Regions from separate parts of the Mus musculus genome. Here region 2 is linked to region 1. A link is a contact called in public ChIA-PET data. All regions are on one chromosome and are shown on one strand. Each heading gives the region's core, a stretch centred on a gene start, on an enhancer-like site or on the middle of the called end of the contact. The rest is flanking DNA. Distances are from core to core; before and after follow the strand shown. Region 1 holds the start of Mtmr12 (myotubularin related protein 12). Region 2 overlaps Pdzd2 (PDZ domain containing 2).

Evidence for each region. ChIA-PET counts read pairs in DNA pulled down with a chosen protein or histone mark.
Region 2: an RNA polymerase II ChIA-PET map of effector CD8 T cells shows a contact between it and region 1, with 8 read pairs. The contact joins the enhancer-like site here to the promoter of Mtmr12 in region 1. A contact is called at or near these places in 1 of 39 promoter capture datasets (liver), 1 of 484 Hi-C or Micro-C datasets (the Ba/F3 cell line) and 3 of 115 datasets of contacts at active chromatin or transcription factors (effector CD8 T cells, embryonic stem cells and memory CD8 T cells).

What each region holds. Positions count from the first base shown.
Region 1 is chr15:12,203,400-12,206,921 of GRCm38.p6, forward strand. It overlaps Mtmr12 (myotubularin related protein 12), which reads left to right and starts at 1,629. Exons shown (of 16, transcript NM_172958.4): 1 at 1,629-1,880. The coding sequence starts at 1,800.
Region 2 is chr15:12,499,392-12,502,913 of GRCm38.p6, forward strand. The region is part of intron 3 of Pdzd2 (PDZ domain containing 2); the gene reads right to left. Among named protein-coding and RNA genes, the nearest start is that of Gm52211, 9.2 kb to the left of the region's middle. Within about 2 kb of position 1,525, at least 51 of the 459 cell types and tissues checked have an H3K27ac peak or open chromatin away from gene starts, as enhancers often do. A contact at or near this core is called in the Ba/F3 cell line, effector CD8 T cells and memory CD8 T cells, where this site is marked.

The DNA of each region.
Region 1 (3,522 bases), core at 379-2,878:
CTGTCTTCAGATACACCAGAAGAGAGCATCTGATCCCATTACAGATGGTTGTGAGTCACCATGTAGTTGCCGGGACTTGAACTCAGGACCTCTGGAAGAGCCATCAATGCTCTTAACCACTGAGCCAACTCTCCAGCCCAGAATGGTGACACATTCTTGCTGAGTTCTCTCAATGGGGGAGGGTTAGCCAGAACCCTCTGATCTCATAAGGGCATTCCTTCAAGGCTCAATAATCTCCAAGTCCACTTCTTCCTCACAGTATCACATGGGGGAGGGGGACGGACACAATCAGAAGAGGGTGGCAAACCAGCTGGTTTTTTGGTATTTAAAACGTTTCTTTTGTTGGCTCCCATTCCTGGGAAGTGTACAGACCCAGAGACAGTGTCAAGTTTTCAGAGTCGTATTACAACAGGGCTTGACCTTCAGCAGATGTTAAAGATCAGGGTGATCTAGTAACACTTAACGTTAGCTTGACGGCCGGCAGAAAGGGACATTTGCTTGGTGAATTTCTATCAAAAGCCAGCATTTCTGTTTATGGGTTGGGTCAGATCCTGGAAACAAAAGCAACAGAATCTGTCTGGCATATCGGAATCAGAGAGGTCACCTCTCCTTCCTGGGAACCAACGTGGAAAAGCACAGTTAATTGCTAGGTTTTGAGAGGAAGGTCTTATTTGTGATCTAGGTTGCCTGGGGACTTCCTAAGTAGTCCGAGCTGGCCACAAATTCACTATCTTTCTGTCTGGCCTTCCAGGTGCTGGAATAGCAGGTGTGCACTAACCACCCTTCCGTGTCACTTGTAGTACTTAGTTGGGAATTTTAAAAGAAATACAAGGGGGTGGTGCAGTTGGTCAGACTAAGGCATAGCAAGGTGCCTGACACTTGAAAAATTAACTGCAAATGTTTATTGGCTTTTCACAGTAGATGGAACAACTTCGGGTGAGCTGCATCGTATCTTATTCTTCTAACACAATGCTCCACAGGGAGAATTCAATTTGGTCTTGCTCACGCGAGGCAAGTGCCCCAAAGGTGGAATTCAAATGAATAGAAATGAATAGTGTGTGTGTGTGTGTGTGTGTGTGTGTGTGTGTTTTATTTGCTATCTTGGCTTAATATGAGAGGTTTGTCGATAACTTGGGAGAGCAGATAAGTCTTAAGGGCTTTTGATATCTTACCAGTTAGAAACCAAGCGACAAACAAAAGAAGTTTGAAGTTGAACACAACATTTTACGTCACTTTAGTCAGTTCCTATCCGCTCTGTCTCTCTTCATTCGTCTAAAGTCTGAACGTCGTCGGTGTGGTTTTGAAGCTTCTGCGGAGGCATTCTGTTCAGCAAGCTGAATTTCAAAGCTGCTGGCCAGTAAAAGAAGCAAAATGGGTAGAACGACTTGCCCGCAACAACTTAGCGACGGCAGGACCATTGGGCAAATGGCGACATTCTCGCTAGCCAATCGTGGGGAAGCCCGGAGAGAACGCTCTCCGCATTGGCTAGAGCAAATACCTCGGCCAACAAGGGGTGGGCGTGGCCAGTCCCATGCTGTGGGCGGGACCTCAGCCGGAGCAGAGCGAGCGGCGGTGGGCGTGTCCCACGGTCGCTAGGCGGGGCGCGTGGCCTGGGCGGAGCGAACGGTGTCAGCGGCGGAGCCGGATGCGGGCGGTACTGCTGCCGCCGCCGCGGCCCTAGGGATGGGCGGAGCCCCGGCCGCTGGTGCTGGTGGCCGCCGCCGCTGCCGGAACCTGAGCCGGAGCCGCCGCCTCTGCTGTCGCCGCGCTTCGGCTTCGTTGCTTCGCAAGGCGGCGGGATGCTGGGGAAAGGGGGAGTCGGCGGTGGCGGCGGCACCAAGGCGCCCAAGCCCTCCTTCGTGTCGTACGTACGCCCTGAGGTGAGAGTGCGCCGGGCGAGCGCGGCGGCGGGTGGAGCGGCCGGGGCAGGGGCGCTTCCTGCCGGGGTGCCGGGCGGGGCGCTCTGGGGCCTCCCGGGCTGGCCGCGGCCCGGACCCCTGCGGCAGGCCGGGCAGGTGCTGGGGCAGGGCCCTGTCGCTCGCCACCGCGCCTGTGGGCGGGAGCCGGAGCCCGGGAGGTCCGGCGGCTCCGGCGCCCCAGGTATCCGGGAAGGGAAGAGAAAGCTTGCGTGGTCGGGAACCCGACGGGGTTCCCCCGGCAGCCCGCAGCCCGGTGTGTGTGCTCTGCCCGGGACTTTTCTCCGCGAGTCCTGAGAGTTCGTCTCTGTCGCGGGTGGTGCACTGCTTTGCGTCCGCGCTGCTGTATGTGGGTCGGCCTTGGCCTCTTTCGGTGTCTGCCCAGAGCATCCTCCTCCCGCTTCTTCCCATTTCATCTCCCCCCTTCCAAACTGCAATTCTAGTCGAGAAGTGCATTCACTCGGGAAATACTTTCTGCGCTCCTACTGTGTGCCAGGTACGATCCTGGAAAGCTTGTGCTAAGTATCAGTGAACAGAACAAAGATCGAGCTCCTTGGGAGCTTATGTAAAAAGAAACAAACAGTCAACGATATGCGATTATTAATTGTATAGTACTTAGAAGATGGTGGGGACAAGGAATCCTTTCATTCTTGCAAAGGTGGTATTTCAGTCAGGACGTTAGAGGACGTTAGGTCTAGGTAAGGAGTCCTGGACGGCCCCAGGGAAGGCTGCCAGTTCTGGAGTTCCGTGAATGAGGAGGACATTGAAGAGATCAGAACTAGAGCATGTTGAAGACTTCTGGAGCAGTCGTTCCTTACCTTTTAGTAGACTCCTTCTCATTTTCGATTTGTGAAAGTTGTGTGCGGTTTTTTTTTTCCCTGCTTTTGCAATTTTGTTTGTTTGTCTCTCGATTATGTAGCCTGGCTGTGCTGGAACTCACTATGTAGAGCAGTCTGGCCTCGAAGTCACAGAGCTCTGCTTGCCTCTGCCTCCCGAATGCTAGAACTCAAGGTAGTACGACCATGCCTAGCTTCTGCAATCTGTCTGTGTGCAGGTAGATGCTCTACCAAATTTACTGCCTCCAAATGTCTTCCCACTTCTCACTTGCTAAGGTGGAAAACAGGTGGGCCTGAAATGAGATATCAGAGACCTGGGGCCTGCAGCATTTGCATGTGTGTCTTGAAATCAAGGCATCTAGTGGAGAGTACTAAAATGGAACCTATTTTCAGTCGTAATTTTCAAATAAAAACCACTTCCTCTGTCAGAACTTGATATGGAGAGACAGGGTCACCTTACATTTCACCCTGTAGTCCATAGAGGTAATGTGGTCAGGTTCTCTTTGTCTTTCTTTGATAGCACCCTAGTTGAACGCTAACTGCCTTTGACCTTTAACCTTTAACCTTTCTCATTTAGTGAGAGTAAACTGCAAGTGAAGAGTCTTCTGAAGTCTGGCCAGAGTTCAAGAGTGCGCCAGTCCTTCATCTGACTGTGCAGTTTTTGCCATCAGCGCTGCTCTGTCTCCCTTGAGAGGCAGTAGGGAAAGTGGTAGCTCAGCTCACTGGACTCATGGCTTTGGGGTCTTCTTAGAGGGCAGCTTTGTGTTTTT
Region 2 (3,522 bases), core at 275-2,774, 300 kb after region 1:
ACATACACATATACTCTGTCATAGTGCAAAAGTAGAGGTCAGAGGACATCTTGCAAGAGTTGGTTCTTTCCTCAGGTTTGGTGGCAAGCACCGTTACTGGTTTACCTGTCTCACGGGCCACCTGGCACTCATTCCAATGATAAGGCTGGAACAATACTAGAGCAACATTCCTTCTATTTCCCTCTGGACCCTGCATGCTCCTAATGTCTAATAAGGAAATGAGAAAATAGAACAAAACACATCGTCTGCTTTATAAAAATTAATTTTAGTGTGTGTGTGCGCACACGCGCTGGTAAGCACACGTGGGAGGCTGTGTAATGTGTACCTGGCCATGCACACACCATGGAGCGTTTATTCAGGCAGAGGACAGCTTTGTGGATTCAGTTTTCTCCTTTCACCTTTACATGGGTTCCCAGGATTGAACTCAGGTCAACAGGTTTAGTGGCCAGCGCTTCCAGTCGCCGAGCACTGAGCCATCTCACAGGCTTCGCTTTGCTGTCATTTTCAATTTCCTTCTTAAGGGCTCTTTCTTGTTTTTCTAATGATCTTAATCTAGTTTTTCTAAAAATAGATTCTATAAAATATCATTTGAGTGAGATGCTCTATGCAAGGAAGACTCCAAAAAAATACGTTTAGAGAGTGCTGTTAACTGGCTCTTCCATAATCTGCTGTGTCCAAACCCCCTTTTATGGAGTCCCCACCCCTGCTTATTTGTACTGCATTTATTAATATTCCTGGAACAAGCACTTTGAGAACGGAATATGTTCTCCCATACCCTCCTCTGTTGTTTGACTTCTTCCTTTAGCATGGGGTACTTGGTTTAAACGCCCAACTATACACAAAAAAGCCCCATCCCACCCTGCTAGTCCCCATCCCTCAGGCGTACCTCAGGCTCAGCTTCCCCCGCCCCCAGCCCCCATCCTTAGTCTCCTCTCTTCATCCAAGGAGCTGGCAGAGTGAACACGGGAGAAGGTGGCAAGGGTCACACTAGGCACAGAGATGGCAAGTGAACAAGAAATACATGGTGACCCGTGATCCTGGGTCCTCAACAAGGACAACTGTCCTCAGGGCTATTTGTCATCTTTCAGGTGGTTTCTCAGACTCAAGGCCCAGTCACGAAGATAGGCATGCTTCCTTCAGACATGGCTGAACAGGACTCATCTCTTGGGGTAGAAACAAGTCTAACTTCTGAAGAGTAGATAGTCCTTAGGCCCTAATCCACCCAACCCTGTCCCAACAAAGATACACCTGGTATTCTACCTGGGCTCCTAAGTGAAGCATGTGGAGGTGGGGTAGAGGGCTGACACACCACATGGTTAGTGGTAGGCAGCAGAAAGGGACAACATCACTGGAAACTTGGGCAGAGCCCGTATTTAACAAAGGTCCCTCTCCCATGTGACTCTGCTGCACACCTTGTTTCCCTGCTGCACCGTTGTTTCTCTGTGTGGTAAATATGTGAGAAACCTCTGTGAATTAAAACAGGAACTTGTTTCTGTGGCTACTCAGCCCTTCCCTCTCTGCGCCCTCTGCTATTGTCTTCCACACGCCCAACAGAGGCAGCAGAAGCCACATGCAGCCTGCAGTTTTCCTGATCTCATGCTAATTCAGCTTTCTGAGTTTACCACAGCTTCATTATGATCAAAAGGTATCAGAGTGTTTCTTCCTCAAGTGGAGAAGGGTGGAGGAAGCTCTTGGAAGAAATCTCTCGAAAGCCACTACCACTCAGTGACTTGTTTGAGCTCAAAGCTCTACTTTCCAGGTACTTATCGCCTTTACCAGGAAGAATCCCCTAGCATCACAGATGCGTCTCTGGTTGTGGGAACTTGACTCACAAACCTGCAGCCTTCTGATGCTGCTGAGGAAGTTGGGTCGTGTACGTAAACCTCTTTCCCGGGGCCTCCAAACAATCAGGTTTTTGTTTCTCCCCCTTCCTTCCCACAAGAAGAATTGCTAGAAAGAAATGGAGGCGATTTCTCATGGGAATGAGTCGAGAGTGACTTCCAGGTCTTAAACCTTATCTAAAGTAGCTAGAAAACAAAGGGCCGAGTAGTGTGCCTGCTGCCCAGAAACAATACAAATTCAGGCAATTAAAGGCTGCCAAGACCTGAACCTGCTGGTATTCCTAATCCTTGGGAGAAGGGTGGGCACTAGGATCAGGCCACTCTGGTTTGTAATCAACTAAGAAAGTGGGTACCCAGGTATGGTGGGGCACCACTGCAATGCCAGCCATTCTTGAAGCTGACCCCGAAGGACCAGGCTCAGTAGCAGCCTGGGCAAGACCATGAATGCAAGGCCAGCGGAAGCTACATAGCAACACTGTCTCAAAAAGCAACAAAATACCAACCAAAGAAATATGTGGGCCTTCAGCAGTTATCAGCGCTGGAGGCATTCATTGCAAATGTAATAGGAGGCAAATAACTCTGGGGGGGGGGCGGGCTTGTTTGGGAAGGAGCAGTCAGAAGCGTTAAGGAACGTAGGAGGGGTCAGCAGCGTTAAGGAAGGGCATTTATTAAAAATATGCACTTGATGCTTTATTTTACCTTGACTGTAACTTCTCTAGAAAAAAAAAGTGAGCTTTACCAAATGACTACAAGGAATTGTAGGAACCTCTGCTTATTAGTAACTATGAAGCCTTCTGAGACAGAGGACAGTGTATTTGCCAAGCCTGGCTTCAGTACTGTAATAACATGGTCGTGGTCACAGGGTGTGCACTGATCAAGTGACGCTATAGTGGTGCGGACTGTCCACATCTCAGTCTCCTCTCTGCCATTCCAGAGTGTGGACATCACTAGCCAGACTACACATGGCTCTCCTGGCTCCAGAAGTTCCCGGCTTAATTGAAAGCGACAACAGGGAAAGAAACGGAACTTTGAGTGCGTAGCAGTGTTAAAGGACTCAGAAGTCAGTGTTGAGCAGTTCCCAGAGGGGCTGCCAGCTCTAATCAGGCCACTGGGTACTTGACGAGGGCGGAACAGAATCACACATCACCCGGGATTTCCCCGGAAGAGAGACATGAAACACTCGCCCAGAGTTGCACAGAGAGGCATCTAATCACCTCCTGGGTCAGTCCATCATCAATAGCTGGGCTGGAAGAGAGCTGCGTCTTCCTTCTCAGGAGAAAAATGAACCAGGTCCTGTTTCCTCTTTTACTGATGAAGGCAAAGAGGAAAAAAAGGTGTAAAGAATAAAGTGGCTGTAAAATTAAGAACAGAAGCCCCAGCTGGCAGAGTTTGCTTCTACTTAACAAGCTGGGGGTGAAACGGTACCTCAGTGGCTAGGAGCACCTGTCGCTCTCGTAGAGGACCTGGGTTTGATTCCCAATACTGGACAGTTCACAATTACTTTTAAGGCCAGTTCCGGGGCCTCTGAGGGCGCCGGCACACACACGTGGTGAGCATGCATACATACATGTAGGCATTTACGCATCCACCACCTCTAAGTACCAGAGAAGCATGGGTGTCATTGTACACGCCAGCTGTAATATAGGAGGAAGAATTCTAAAGCATCCAGAATGCCGCCCAT